Regions from separate parts of the Anser cygnoides genome. Here region 2 is linked to region 1. The links are chromatin contacts, called in public Hi-C maps. All regions are on one chromosome and are shown on one strand. Each heading gives the region's core, a stretch centred on a gene start, on an enhancer-like site or on the middle of the called end of the contact. The rest is flanking DNA. Distances are from core to core; before and after follow the strand shown.

Region 1 (7,423 bases), core at 4,904-7,403:
TTCCACACTGAATTAAAAAGTTTTATATTTCTTCAGGTTCAGAAAAAACAACTGTGGAACTAAAATAAATGGTTTTGAAAATTCTTTTGACATAATAAATAAAATTTATATACATAAATGGATTCCTCAGAGAGGGGAAAATTTCATTGGGAAGGGGGAGACTTCATTGGCAAGACATTGTTCAGGTAAATGTCTGTACTATGTCTGATGCTTGACATCTAACTGTAATACCTTAATAAATAACAGCAATTAAAACTGGTTTATGATGTGCCAAAACATTATTTCCTTTCAAAGTCCCATTAGTCTCTATTAATCTCTACAGCATTTTATAATCAGTAGGAACAAAATCCTGCTTGCGTACTGGTTTGAATTCAGAGCAGTTTTCCACAAGCTACTGTAGCTCTGCAAAGCAAATCAGGCCAAAAGGCTTCCGCAGGAGATGCGGTGGCACCACCACGGTCACCTTCTGGGAGCAACGCTGCCTGCAAGGGGAGCCCAGTGAGCACAGGGGCCGTGGGGAGGGAGGATCCTGGCCTTCAACAGTTAAAGAACTTTAACGAAGTATTTCCTTCTGTAAGATTTCACTGACAAAGTGTACGTTCCTGACTCAAAACCGCAAGGGCTTGTTTGGTTTAAAATGGAAAAAAAAAATCTGCCTGTTCTGAAAAAAAAAAAAAACAACAGAAAAACAAAACAAACCAACTCGCCTGCTCTCCATTTGGTTTTGCTGATCCCTGAAGATGCCTCAGCATTTAGTAACTTAATACTCGTACTTCATTTACATTTCATGCTAATGACTTGAGGACTAACATCTTGCCATAACTGCTTTCTGTTAGGGTTGGGGTGAAAAGACACATTTAAACACCTAAAATGATAAGGTAAAAATCACAACATTGATACAACTTCAAGCCAATTATTGGAGAATGGTTTCTCCTCATTAGTAAAATCAGTATTAGTGTCCATATGGGTTTAGGAATTAACAGACAAATTAGTTCTTAAATTAAGCTTGTGACAGCGAAGATTTCTGCAGAATAAATGCGTATGGAAACAGACAACTCTTGATAATCACCAGACATAAAAGTAGTTATTTTTCTTTTTTGCCCTTTGCATTATGTAAATTTCAGTAACTAAATGCATATTTCATCATATCATTGCCAACAATTTTTCTGTTTGTTTCAGGGTAACTTTTACCCTATTTATTACGTCTTGAAACAAGCACCTTGCTTTTCCTCAGCTGTGTGAAGCTAAATTAGAACACCTTTTTTCCTTCTACCACTGCTACATTGCTTCTGGGAAAACTACCTGGTGAGTAATTCCATGGAGAATTTGGAAGAATACCTAAATCTAATTACTCAAAAAACCTGAACGGCAAAAAAAAAGCTGTCTAAGTAGTTTGGTCGCTCTTCTAAAACCTCACTAATATATCCACAGTGAACAGAGAAACAATCCTAATCCTCACTTTGGATGATTTATGTAACGTTGGGCCTCACTTCTGCAGTTCGATCCGGATACACAGTCTGCTCTCACAGCGTTTACAGCCATCTGTGGCACTTCACCGATGGGTATTACCCACTTACAATACCCCAGGATGGAATCTCATAAAAGTACATAGTAATCTTTGGAAAAATAACATTTTGCATTGCAGAAGTGCAGCACTTAATAGGATCTTCATTTGTTTATACTTGAGGAAATGGTATTGTAGTGTTAGGATAACATTGTTTGTGACCTGCATTGTAAATAGACTAAAATATCTGAGTTATTATATCAGCTGTTGTATTATTACTTAGTATTTTGAAGGCATCCATGACTTTTGGAGGAGGCTGGGGAGCCGTGCTGTCTGCGAGGCAGCTTTTTAAGGACAGGACCTGGCACGGGGCACTCGGCAGGGGTGGTTCAGTGCTGCCAGCATGCGAGCTGCAGCGAGGATGAGATGGGAGCCCAGTGCGCGGGGTGAGGTGCAAAGCACGAGGCTGGACAGATCAGCTTTCCCCCCTCCAGGAGGCCCCAGCCGGGCCCCCGAGGGCAGGCATGTTCTCGTGTGCCAGTGCCGCTGGGAGGATGGCACTGCTCCTGGGAATACCTCGCGTCTAAATACCAGCCGGGCAGAGGCTTCCCAGTACCAGGAAGGCCCCAGGTCTGCTCTGGGCAGAAATGTGACTAAACACAAACAGGACCGCTCTGTGCCAAAGCTCCCCTTTCGACTTCCCTAATTTATTGTCGTTAATCTTCAGGCAAAACCAAGCACTACACTTTGTCTCTCTTGCAGACGTTCTGACTAGTCAGCTTCTCTTCCACTGTTATAATAAGTCAAGTACGCTCTAATCATCACCACGAACACTTCATACGCTGCTGTTTCTCAATCTAACTATACCTAAATATAGTTCAACCTCAACTAGCCAGGCCACACTTAGATTTCTGGTTATCCAGAACAAAGCTTTATTCCTGAGCCATGTTTGTTAATGACAATGCCTTGATTACCCAGATACGTTTCCCCATCCCTTATGTTTAGATAATGACGTTGGCTTTGCTATCTCGTACAAACTGGTTATTCTACAGTGAGATATGTTTCCAATAAACAGCTGGCATTACTACAAACAATTGTCTTCAGTGAAATTAAAGCACACATTGGGAAACATAAAAATATCACGGTGAGCGAAACCGTGTTATTAATGCTTGGCTTTCCATCAATTTTGTCAAGAAAATGCCCAAGAGAACCCAAGAAGTTACTGGCAGTCACTCACTCGGCTGCAGCACATGCAGTTTCAGCAGAAGGCAGTAACCGCAGCTGGAGGTTCCTCGCTGAGAGGGGGAGAGCCTCGGTGGAGAAATGGTGACCTCTGCAGGTCCCTCGGTCCTCCTCGTCGCAAATGGTGGCTCAACAGCATGCAAGGTGTAGTTTTGGTTGCTTTCATCTCTGAGAAATTAAAATAAAGAAAATTAAACGTCTGTTTGATGGTGGCATTGCAACATAAAATAGGCTGGAAAACACGGGCACGTGTTAATTTAAGAAATAAATGTTCATCTCTGAGAAGGCAGAAAACAATACTTCAAAGGACAGAAACTTCAAAGCGCTCTGGAACTTCAAAGCGCTGCACCACCATTAATAAACACACAGGACATGTCTGTGAGGTAGAAAAAATTTTCCTTTTTTAATGCTTGTGTAAACAGGGCACTGAGATTAAGTGATTTGCCCAAGGACACAAGTAGCAAAACTGAGATTCCACGTACGAAATAACTGGCTCAAGCCTCCTTTCTCCGACCAGCGACAGCTGGGTTAAAATGGTGATTAGATGCTCCCTAACTGAAATTACTCAGCAGAGGCCAAAATGCAGACCTTCTCTATCAATAGCATCACCTGCCCTTTTCCAGGCCTGCTCTAAACCCTGTCATGCCGCTCTCAGCTGACACCCTCCCACAGAGCATACACAGATCTATCCAAATTAGGTCTTTTCTATGTAAATTTACATTTACACAGAGTCTTGCTTCTGTATTTAACAATGACATGAGAGCTTATGGTAAAGAATTTCAGTATATCTGTCAAGATAATCTGCTCACTACAGGCTTCTTGGCAACACCTAATTAAAATACCAGCAGCACACCTATGTTTCTCCGAGGATCCCACTGAAGCTGAACCTGCCCTAGTCCCAGCCAGAAGCGTATCCTATGCCCTTCTGGAGGAAAGCACAGAAGTTCCTCAACGTTTGCATGCTGATCTGCTCCATCTCCATACTGCTGAACACAAAGATCCCAAAGTGCTATGTTACAAAGAAGACAGAAGCAAAATCTACCATTTCCCTTTCTATTAAAAATAACTTAATAAGGAAAAGCCCTTGGATATGTTGAGCTAAAGATCCCAGCAAAAATGAAACTGACCTGTAAAGCATTTAGCAAGGAAAAAATCTCCTTATGCCCCTTAGACAACAGATACAAGTAAAAGATAATAAGGAAGGCCCAAGATCTGCCTTAGTATTATTAAGTTTTGCCATTCTGATTTTTAATGAAGAGCTTCCTGGTGATCCTACACGTGTGTGGTCTCATGCACTTAATTAAAGGATGTGGAGATGTGGAACTTTAATATAGCTTCCTTCCCTAACACACTTATATTTCAAATAAGTAGAGTTAATAAGTTCAAAAGATATAAACAGAACGCGTGCTTCAAATAGCCCATCATGAATATCTTTTCTTCTCAGCTGCTTGGGTTTTTATTCTTTTTTGAGGTCATTACTGGAACAAAGACTTAATTCTAAAAGTACTTAAAACACTAATTAAAAAATAAAGAATTTTCAAATGTAATTTCTGAAAATTAATCCGTACAACCCGCTTCCAAAATTTTCTTGACAAACACGGTTCTTGTTTTAACAGAGAATTTCCTCATGTCACATGCATATAAAGAACTTTTTAAAAAAATATGCAAAATTATGTTTTGAAGCCTAGGATTTGCATCTAGTAACAAGTAATTTACTGCATGTTATTTTCCAAAAATAAAGTCTCACAGTGGCTCTAAAAGAGACCTTGCGTGCATATATTGTTCAAATGTTCCTCCTCAAGGCCAGTTAAGAGTACTGCACCCTGTAATTAGCACAGTTTAGTAGGACAATTTCTGTACTCAGCACATTAGGAAATTACTGCCGTACTACTAGACTCTTAAAGAATATCACAATTTCTGTTTTTAATTTTTTCCGGAGTTTCAAATTTTTTGTGTGCTTTCTCTATTAACGATACTGCTTAGCACTCACGTGACATTTTCCCTTGATAGAGCTCAAAACTTTCCTGTGAGGGAAATCAAGCGTCGCTACCTCTGTTTTGCAGTGGAACAATGACAGTGAAGGCATAAAGATCCCATTCCAGCAACCTTTGAGTAAGGACTATTAATTTACTCAAGACAGATATATCTTCAGTACTTTGTTGAGTCAGGCCTGAAGATTAAATGATTTGCAGATCACAGACTGAGTCATTAGCAGTTTTGGGAGCACAATTCAGACCTCTGACTCCTTACAATAAACTCGAGTTTTCCATGTTAAGTGTTAACAATGATTAACTAAATGACAAAAGTTTTGCTGTTCTTGGTGCAGTGCCCTCCTTTGCATTTCAGAGGAATTATTGGGCTCTTAAATTGGCTGTCAAATTTGCTGACTTGGTAACTGGCTGGCTTTCAAAACATACATTAAAGTCTTGATTTTCCTGGCTATTTATTTAATAAATCTTTATTTTTTTTAATATAGTAATTTTTGTAGTCTTACATATAAAGTCAACTTCAAAAAAAAAAAAAATCTTATCAGTCACATTGTACATACTATTAAAGAAAATACACGCAAAGGTAGCAGGACCCGATAGAAAGGGCACTGAGTAAAGAAACAGATGGCAAAATTTCCCATTTGCTTAAATAAGGTCAAGCTGTCAGTTTTTCAACTCATTTTACTTCTTGCTCTTACAGAATCCTGTCATCTTAATTTCTCTGTCAATTGTTTTCCAAATATGCAGATGATTATTACTGTATTTGCTTCTCTCCGTGAGGGATTTATACACCAATAAGTTAAATTAATTACAGCTAGATTCAAAGGTCCTACACCCATACGGAGGACTATACATATTCACAGATTTGAAGCCTTACTTAATTATACTTTAAACGTTGTGTACTGAATCACACACCTTGATCCACCTCATGTAAAAGAATTATGTTCCAGGCAGGTTTTAAGAATGACAAGCTAAATAACCTTAAAGTCAAACACACCTCACAGACTGAAGTTGTAACTCGTAATAGAAAGGCTGGAACGCTTTTTATAGCCAGCTGCCTTAGACAGCTTATTTTTATCTCGATCTTCATGTTTTCATTTCATTACATTACAGGGCTTTCACCTACATAGCTGGCAACGTGTACTCTTTCATTTAAGACAGTACAAAGTATGCAATCATAGCAACTGTAACTACGCTGCTGATTTTCTTTTGTCATGTCTAAAAGACTGGCCATTTCGGCACCTACAAGAAACAGCTTGGCCCAAAGGAACCTGATAAACCCAAACCTTGTATTAAAACACCAGCTTCACAGAAGCATTTTTTTCCTCCCTTATTTTACATTTAAAAGTCTGGAAGAAGTCTTCCGAGTGGACTATCTTTATAAATCACCGATTTTTGTTTTGTTATTAAACGTCACTTGTTGCTAGGGGAGAACAGAGAAGATCAAAGGACTTCTAACAAAACTGGAAAACTAAAGGTGAGAGAGTTTTGCTTTCTTTCTCATTCTGTAAAGACTTATCACTGAACTACAACAACTGCTGGTTCATAGTTCTATAAAAAAAGACTGCATGCAGTGATGTGATCCCACTTTGCTACTTCGTACTTAACTCCAAACGTCGAACAACAGCTCAGTTCTCTTCGCTTATCAACGTGACCATGCATTCAACCAGCCTGTTTACAAACCCATATGCAATTGAAGTCCTACGAATTAAAAGAGAGGAGCTAATAGAAGGCATAAATGACCCAGACCACCTGCTGAACTGGCTGATAGACAATGGTATTTTTTCCCCAGAAAAAAAGATGGTCATGAGTTTCTACAGGACACGAACAGAAAAGAACTCCCGAGTTTTAGACATACTGATTTCTCAAGGCGAACGAGCCTGCAGGCTCTTTTTTTATCCTTGTTTAAAGCAGGTGGAGCCAAAACTTTATAACGAGATGAGAAAATATGTCAGCGAAGTTAATGAAAGTATCAGAGATGCAAGAAGACAATTGGTAGGATACTTACTCGAAAAAGACAAGGTTTGGTTTGAAAATAGCAGTGAACGGCACCAGGAAAAAAATGTGAGTCCTAGAAGAAAAAAGCAAGATTGGGCTATTAAGACCAGGAAAAGAGAAACCCAACTTTCAAGAGCAGCAAAACCTAGAAAAGGTCAGTCTGATAGAGGCATCTTTGGTGCAGCTGCTAAGGGCTGTCTTTCTGAGTTAGAGAAAACACTGAAAGATAATGATATTAACGCACTAAACTCCTCAAGAGAAACCCTTCTGCATGTTGCAGCCACTAATGGACACCTAGCAATAATGGAATATTTGATCAGCAAAGGTGCTAAGCCAGATGTGAAGGACAAGAAAGGAAGAACACCACTGCACAGGGCTGCTGAGAAGGGCCACGGTGATGCGGTGAAAGTGCTTCTGCGGTGCGGCGCTTCCATGTACAGCTTTGATAAAGAAGGCAAGATGCCGCTTCATGTGGCCGCGCAGAACAGCCACGGTCACATACTGAAGGTGCTCCTGAGAGAAGAGGCAAGAAGCTACAGGAACCAGCACAACTTTTTGCACAGGGCAGCTCTTAAAGATGACAGCAGTCTGGTGAAAATGCTTTTAAAGAGCGGTGCCTCCATTGATGGGAAGGACGGACGAGGACAGACCGCTCTCAGTTACGCTCTTTCTCGTGGGTTTGAAAACACTG
Region 2 (7,381 bases), core at 1,046-3,545, 290 kb before region 1:
AAGTCAGGCACACTTGGGTAGAAAATGTACAGAAACTCTCCTCTCCATCCCTAAATCCTATTCCTGTGTTGCAGATATAAAGTATTATCCACTGCATATTTGCCTGCTTCCTGAAGTCACCATCAAAAAAATTGCAACTGCCCACATTAGGACAAATTAAGAAAGTTACAAAATACAGCAAAAATGTGTATGGGAGGAAAATTTAGGCAGTAAAGTTTAAAGGCAGCCAAATGAAATGCTCATGTGAAACAGATCCTGTGTAATTAGCCACTAGGGGGAACAAGAGTCATGCTGCTTAATTAAGGTGAGGTCACTTTTAGCAGTGGGCTGGAAGGTTATCCTTTCCCAAGCAAGCTGGGGATGCTCAAACACTTTCCCTGTAAACTTTTAAGTGGGACAAAGCTTTTCTGACATTTGGCAGGGTTTCAACTTCCCCTCCCAGGTCTGTGTGGGCCTTGGCACAAGCAGTTAACTAAACGTGAAAGACTCATACACCTTTCGTATTTTCTAGCTGCAGTTAACCTATTTTCCCACCTGTAGCACCTGGTAAAATATTTGAACCAAAACATGGGAACAGAGGGGAGGGGAAGAAGAAAAGGGAGAGGCTGTGTTTTTCAGATAGTGTATGCTTTGGTGTCGTCTCTTCTAAAGTAAAAGGGGAGAAAAACCACACACAGCTCATATGCAAGCTGTGTGAGAGTTGTAAAGCAACGCTCAGTGATATGGTTAGAATAAGGTAGTGGTAAGGGAGGAATTGCCAGGCACCTGCATCCATACCTGTCTGTGTTGACCTGAGAAACTGGCCAAGTGCTGCCCCGTGAAAAGGAGATGAATCTCCTTCCAGAAGGCAAAGGAGGTGCTGATTACAGTTCTCAGCTTCATGTGGCTCCCTCTCATTTTCCTATAGGGAGACGTACTACGTGATGTTCCCTAATCAGAGTGTGTTGCGAAGTTACACCCTAGCCCCTGGGGAACAAACTCTGCTCCACATGTGTTCAAGCTCTCCACTCCCACACCATCCACAGTGACCAGCTTTTTGTGACCCTGGGGCATGGCTGAAGCTGCAGGAGAAAAATGAACGAGGCAAAAAGTAAAAGCCCCTCTCAGGCCACTCTTTGCTGCCGCTGCTCAGGACACCAACCCATTCATCAGTATGGCTGGGACTGAATCACTGGCAAACAATCTTTTCTATTACCATAAAAATGACCAAAAAAGTAATAGTTATAGCCTGTAAACACAAGACCCACATTAAATAAGAGCTCTACGTGGTACGCTGTGACTGGTAAGTGGTACACTGTAACTGGAAGCAGGAGCCCGCTCCTATTAGAGCCAGCTCAGCCTAAAGAGTATCAGATGTTACTCAGGCCTTAGAAGGTCTGAGACAAACTCTGTGTGTAAGAGAAAAAGAAGGCAAATGACTCATGACAGAGTTTGTTTTAATATAAATGACTTTTTCTGGCTCTTTGCTTTTAAAGACTTGCCATTTTCAGATCTTGAACAGCTAACCTAGGCAGCTGGCTTCCCTAACCAGTGTCCTTCATTTTGTGTATAAAACGCTGGCATTTCCAAACTCGTATTCCTCTGGCTAAGGGAGGGCAGTTTATTTTAGCACTGCAATCAATGCCACCATAAATCTTTCCTCTTCCAGTCCAAGAACACTGGCATACCCTAATCAGTGCTATATGGATACGCTGTACCCATAAAAAAAGCAAAATGCACCACAATGCTTAACCGAAGTACTACAGGCCTTGAGAGCAGACCTGAGGAACGAGCACACTGAATGAGCCCCCAACCTCCCCTTCCTCTTTGCTTTTTGCTATGTGAGGATGTGGGCATGGGGCTAAGATATGGAAAGAGTAGAGAAAGTAAGAGAGAACAGAATAGGAATAATATAAAATAGGAGAAGAAGAATCAACAGATGAGAAAAGCAAAAAAGTGAAAAGAAAAAAAAAAGAGAGGCACAAACAAGAAGCTGGCAAGAACACAACAGGGAAAAAAAATCAGAGTGGGAATAGGGATGTAGGCAGAGGGAGATGGTAGGGATACTGGGTATTTTATACCCAAAAAGCCCCATTCTCCACCATAACTACATTCTTTCTCATGTTTCCTTTAGTCTCTTTCCATGCCTGTCCCCTGGGTCTTCTCTGGGATGAGTGGAACTTCCCCATCCAGAAAGCCGCAAGTTTGGCATTTTGTGTCCTATGGCAAATGTGCTGGCTACACGGTGTTTCCATGGGGGCAGAGTCACACAAACAAAACGAAAAGCAAAGCTTGCCTCGTCTCCCTTCCATGCAGTACAAGAATCATCCCTTAGATGGGACCATTGCAAAATTAAACAGCCTTACAACCACAGCCAGTAAATAGTGAGTAATGTGCTTGTATATACAAAGCTTTTATACCAAACAGTCAAAGAAAGTGAGGATAGCTCATCACAAAAAGACCCCATTTATTAGAAGAGCTTCAAACAGCTTAGCATCTTTAGGGCCATTACTCATCTCTTTCACCTAAGCTAAGTGCCAGCTTCCATCCTCGAGGCTAACACATCCAATTTATCAGCTGTAGGACGCTCAAACACAGTTTCCCCCAGTCCAGTCTAAAGATACAGGATTCAATACCTCAACTATTTAATGACAACAGACAGGGAGAAGCCAATCTGGGAAAATTTTGCAAAAATTCTTACCAGACGTTTTGAAAGCAAAAGGAGCCTGACACGAGGCTGCTAGACTCAGAAATACTTTGCTGAATATATCCAAGGAGTTTAACATAGTTGTGAGCTACAGGGCTGGGCAATGAAGGACCTTCCAAATGCAACACACTATCATTCTTCAGCCCCCAGTTCCAGGAGGGAGAGGTTGGGCTGGGTGACAGTATGGCCCTCCATACACATTCTTGTCCTGGAGAGATTCTTCGGAGAAAAAAAATACTGATTAGAAGTCGTTTTTCTTTCCCAGAGTGTTTTGCTTTGGAAGGTCCCCTAGGGACAGTTCTGCTTCCAGAACTCCAGAAGAAGCAACACAGCTGTGCAGGTGAGATGTAACCGTTCCTCAGCCTGCACTGCCACGTCACTTTACTCCGTTCCTCGGCAAAGCAAGGTGCTCCCCTCAGCCCTTCCACACCCACGCTCCTTCCTGAGATCTCTGCCTGGTAAAGGGCTATCTGGAAGCTGCGTGAAAAACAACAACTTTTAGAAGGTTCCCACACAAAGAGGCCCTACGTGGGTCAAAAACATCATGTACTGAAGGTTAGTAATGTTCAGGGGAATGCAACCCCTAGGACTATTACACATGAAGTATATTCCCTATAAATTATTCTTAGCTGAAAACTGCACTTGTGAAAGATAACAACGCAACTCATTTTTGCTGCTTATCCACTCCCATAAGGCACAGCAAGATACGGGCACAGCGCTCCTCCTTATTCATGGTCCCCTGGTGTTTTTCAACCCTAACCTGGAGGAATATCTTTGTGCAAAAATCTGCAAGTTATGCTTTTCTATGCCCAGTTAGTGGTTAGCCTTTCTGCTTATATTTCCTTCAAGAGTGACAATTATGGTCTGCTAATCGCTACGTGGACACTTGTCCCAATAAAAACAAATCAGAACCATACAGCAATTTTATCTGGATTCTCTCTACGGGTCACTGTCCAATTTCCAGTATTAAATTGTGCATTAAAAATATTTAAGCACTGTGGGTGTGAAAAGTTGCTTCAGAACACAAAAGCAAGCAAGGGTTGGGAGTGATCTACGTCTATATCTAAGAAATCAAGGAAGCAAGAACCTATGACTTAGCAAGACGAAGAAAGGAGAATAAGAGCTGGATTCCAACGCTGAAGATGAGGGATGCCAGTATGCTAATAAAGCAACTGGCTTTTCTTGCTAATAAAACTAATAGGGCTTATGGGATCTCTAACACTTCCAATCCATGATTATATAAAAGAGAATAAAGAAATATCTATTTAACATAAACCATAGTGAAATGAAATGCATTGGAAATGTTTAGATGGTAAGAGTCTTATTAAGCTACATTGATCGAGCAAATTTTGAGAAACAAAACCCTCTAGGCACCTTTAGTAGAAAGGATGAGGTAGTACTTACATGGTAAAAAACCATCAGATATAGTATGGCAAAAGTATGTCCAGGTGATACAACCTACTGGCATCAAATCCCGTAAGTAAGTGATCAAGACATTCTTCAAAACTTTACCATAAAAAGACCACGAGCTCTTCAGACAGCCAGTGCACTGACTCTACATGCTCGTGCTTTGCTGCAGAACAGTCTGATCCCCTGCGCTGACATAGCAAGAGTGCAAATCCCAGATGGAAAATTAATCTCACAATGTAGCCAGATTGAGTTTCCAATTCTCTAGTGCATAACTTGAAGGTTGTTCTGCTCAGCTATTGAAGAGGTGAGGGCATGGAGACTTTAACTTGTTTGACATCTCAAACATTATTTAAGCAAGACACTCTGAAAAGGACCTTGCTGGCCACTGACAGTTACAAAGGATGCATGGTATCCTCCTTTGTACTCAAACCTCCCATAAAATATTGCTATCACGCTCTTCCCTGCCTACATGGCCTGGACAGAAGGGGAGTCCAAGGTCCAAATGACTTCAGCCATGTTTTTGAGCATGTGGGTAAAACCTGGCCTTAAAATAGAAAGGAGATGGATCACTGTAGGTTTTACAGAAAGCATCTGTCTACTATAAAGACACATTTATGGCTTCCTCATATTTATGGTTTTCCTCAAGACAAGGCCAGCAAGCTAGAATAACGTTAAGGTAGCAATATTAAAAACACAATTTGTTCTACAAGCTGTTCAGTCTTAGTCTGCTTGAAAAAAAAAATCAACTAATTGTACATAAACTCCACAGCCATGGTCATATCGGGGCTTGTTCCATAAATGTGCAACAGCAGAATCTGAATTATTCTAGTCAGCATATCTTCTCCTGTTTGCCAGGTCTTGGGTTTACTGACAGATGAGAAGAATACTCCTGGTCAAGTAAGAGTCTCAATTGCTGCAGATTAACAAAACGCTGCCTCCTATTCTTTGCCAACATCAGCTGATGTGAGTTTATTAAAAGCTAAAAGGCATGACAATCTAAGTGCTGAGCCCACAGAACAGATTTTATTTACATACATATGGCTGCTTCTAACATGGTCAGCGGGCATGCACAAGCAAGATGTAAAAGTCAGGTGAAGTCAGTGGAAGGACACCAATGTGCAAACCTGACTGCATCTTCAACATAAACACAGAAAACTAAACAGATTTCTTGGGTCGTTCAAGCACCATTGAGGTGCCTTTTCAGTCCACCCTCATAAATTTAAGAATAAGTAATAAAATCTTTATCACCGTTCTCAGACAGAATTAATAAACAGATAAGTCACACTGATATGCCAACACAATGACTTTCACCGATGCCCACATGGAAGGCCACACTTCATGTCATTTCATTAGCACGGTATTTCATTACTCACTTTTAGAAAAATAATATGGCCATATCTTTAGGTATTAGATTTCTGAGATTGTTGCCTCCAACTTCAGTAGTTCTGTGCCAGATACTCAGCTAATGTAAATGGGTACAGCTCTGTTGTAGTCCACGTATCACACAGACTTACTGCAGCTGCCTTTCCTTGTCATTAAAGTTACTGAGAAATTCCAAATCTGAACATTTGTGCACTGGATGACATTTAAATTGGAGCATGCTAAGTTTGCACAGAAAGGACAGCACTGAACAAAAGACACTGCCTTTGTATACTATTACCTATAGCATCCACAAGTCATTTCTGAATGGGTAATAATATGAGCCAATTGCAAGAGCCATAATAGCCTTTATCATTTCAAGATGTGTCATCTGCAAGTGAACTGTGTGTCAGATTCCTGTTTGGGCTCCGATCCAGTGAAGTACTTCAGCAGATGGGCAGTCCTGCTTGTCTTCAGCTGAACTTCTGGCCTACTTGAAAGTTAAATGATGTACCTAAGTGCTTGATTGGATCAGGGCACTGGAGTAAACTGGTGTCAGTCCCCTGCAGTCCTGGAGCAACGCTGATTTACATTAACTGAGAATATTGCATTATGATTATGGACTACTATCATCTGTCATTTTAGTAGCTGTATGACCCGCTACTACAAACTTTGACATTTTCTTAGACAAGTTTTTACCTGTAATAATTTCAAGTGATATAAAATGACTACAAATCATCTAACGTGACAATGAACCAAACACTACCATAACGGCATGTACTAATCTGATAATACATCAAATGTATGACAACATATAGCAATAGACATAGCACTCCACCAAGAACATTTAACAGCAACAGAATTATTTCTCTCAACTCCAATATAAAAAGCAGCCAGCAGGATGATATCAAATGATGGCAGCTCTGCTTCTCATAAAAGGACCTTGGGGACTCCAAGGAGATTTGTGTATCTGCACTTCAACAGCATAGCAATGTGGAAATGTTAAAGTCAGTAAAGCAAACAGTCCTCAAATGAGAAGGGCAACAGATGTCAACCAGTATCACATGTCAGTAAACAGCAACAAGACAGAGGGTACTTTTCTTAGCACTTTTGTGAAAGCATCCTGCTATCAGCTACGGCCACATCTCAGCTGTTTGACTCTCTAAGTGGTGGTGCTTGTATGCGTGACCTAACTCCCACCACGAGAGGATTTCCACACATATGTGAATACTGCCCACTGAATTCAGCTGAAGGAAAGTAAAAATGTTTTCATATATTTATTGTGGCTTTCAAAAAGTGAAAAAAAAATACACTAAATATTCTCAAACTGATTGAAAGCTCATTGTGTGCTTGGCAGAGAGAGACAAGCATTTAAATTTCTCAGCTTTAATACAAAAGGATAATCCTTAGGGCAAAAAAAGAGTCCTGATTCATCCATTTTTTACCCTTAGTGCTAAGACTTCTGACAGTAAGGCCAAAATATGCTAACTAAAAAGGCACTCTTTGTACCATAAACACTAGGCCACAAGGAACTGGACAGTGGCCATCAAATCACCGCCTTTTAATTTTTTTTCTCTCATCTATATTTCTCTAAAGATTTCTGGTAAGAAGGCAGCTGACTCTATACAAAAGCCAGAGGCATTGCCAGTATCTTGGTGGTTTCATACATGATGTATTGAACCTACTTATTTATGCAAGCAAAACAAAAACCAAACCAAAACAAAAAACAACCTGTCAATTAGGCAAAGATGTATTTCAGTGTCAAAATACCATGGAAAGAGGTAAAGGGATAGGTTTCTACTGCTGAGTCACTGCTTTGAGTCCAACCCTGGCTGAAAATATACCCCCAAGTCATTGGACATCTCAGCTGTTCGTTCAGAAAACAGCTTGGTTCTCAGCAAGCAGCACAGTCCACATCACAAACTG

What was found. A called contact is a pair of places that touch in the nucleus more often than the background predicts.
Region 2: a contact with region 1 is called in a Hi-C map of liver, with 4 times the contacts expected there. The contact joins the enhancer-like site here to the promoter of LOC106032925 in region 1. A contact is called at or near these places in 5 of 7 Hi-C or Micro-C datasets (fetal liver, granulosa cells and liver).

What each region holds. Positions count from the first base shown.
Region 1 is chr8:29,621,527-29,628,949 of Taihu_goose_T2T_genome, reverse strand. LOC106032925 (CARD- and ANK-domain containing inflammasome adapter protein-like) reads left to right here and starts at 6,153. Exons shown (of 1, transcript XM_048061972.2): 1 at 6,153-7,423. The coding sequence starts at 6,391. It overlaps LOC125182582 (a long non-coding RNA gene), which reads right to left. Exons shown (of 3, transcript XR_010833330.1): 2 at 2,742-2,914.
Region 2 is chr8:29,904,080-29,911,460 of Taihu_goose_T2T_genome, reverse strand. All of the region lies in intron 17 of FGGY (FGGY carbohydrate kinase domain containing), which reads right to left. Among named protein-coding and RNA genes, the nearest start is that of HOOK1, 35 kb to the left of the region's middle. Within about 2 kb of position 2,295, at least 1 of the 3 cell types and tissues checked has open chromatin away from gene starts, as enhancers often do.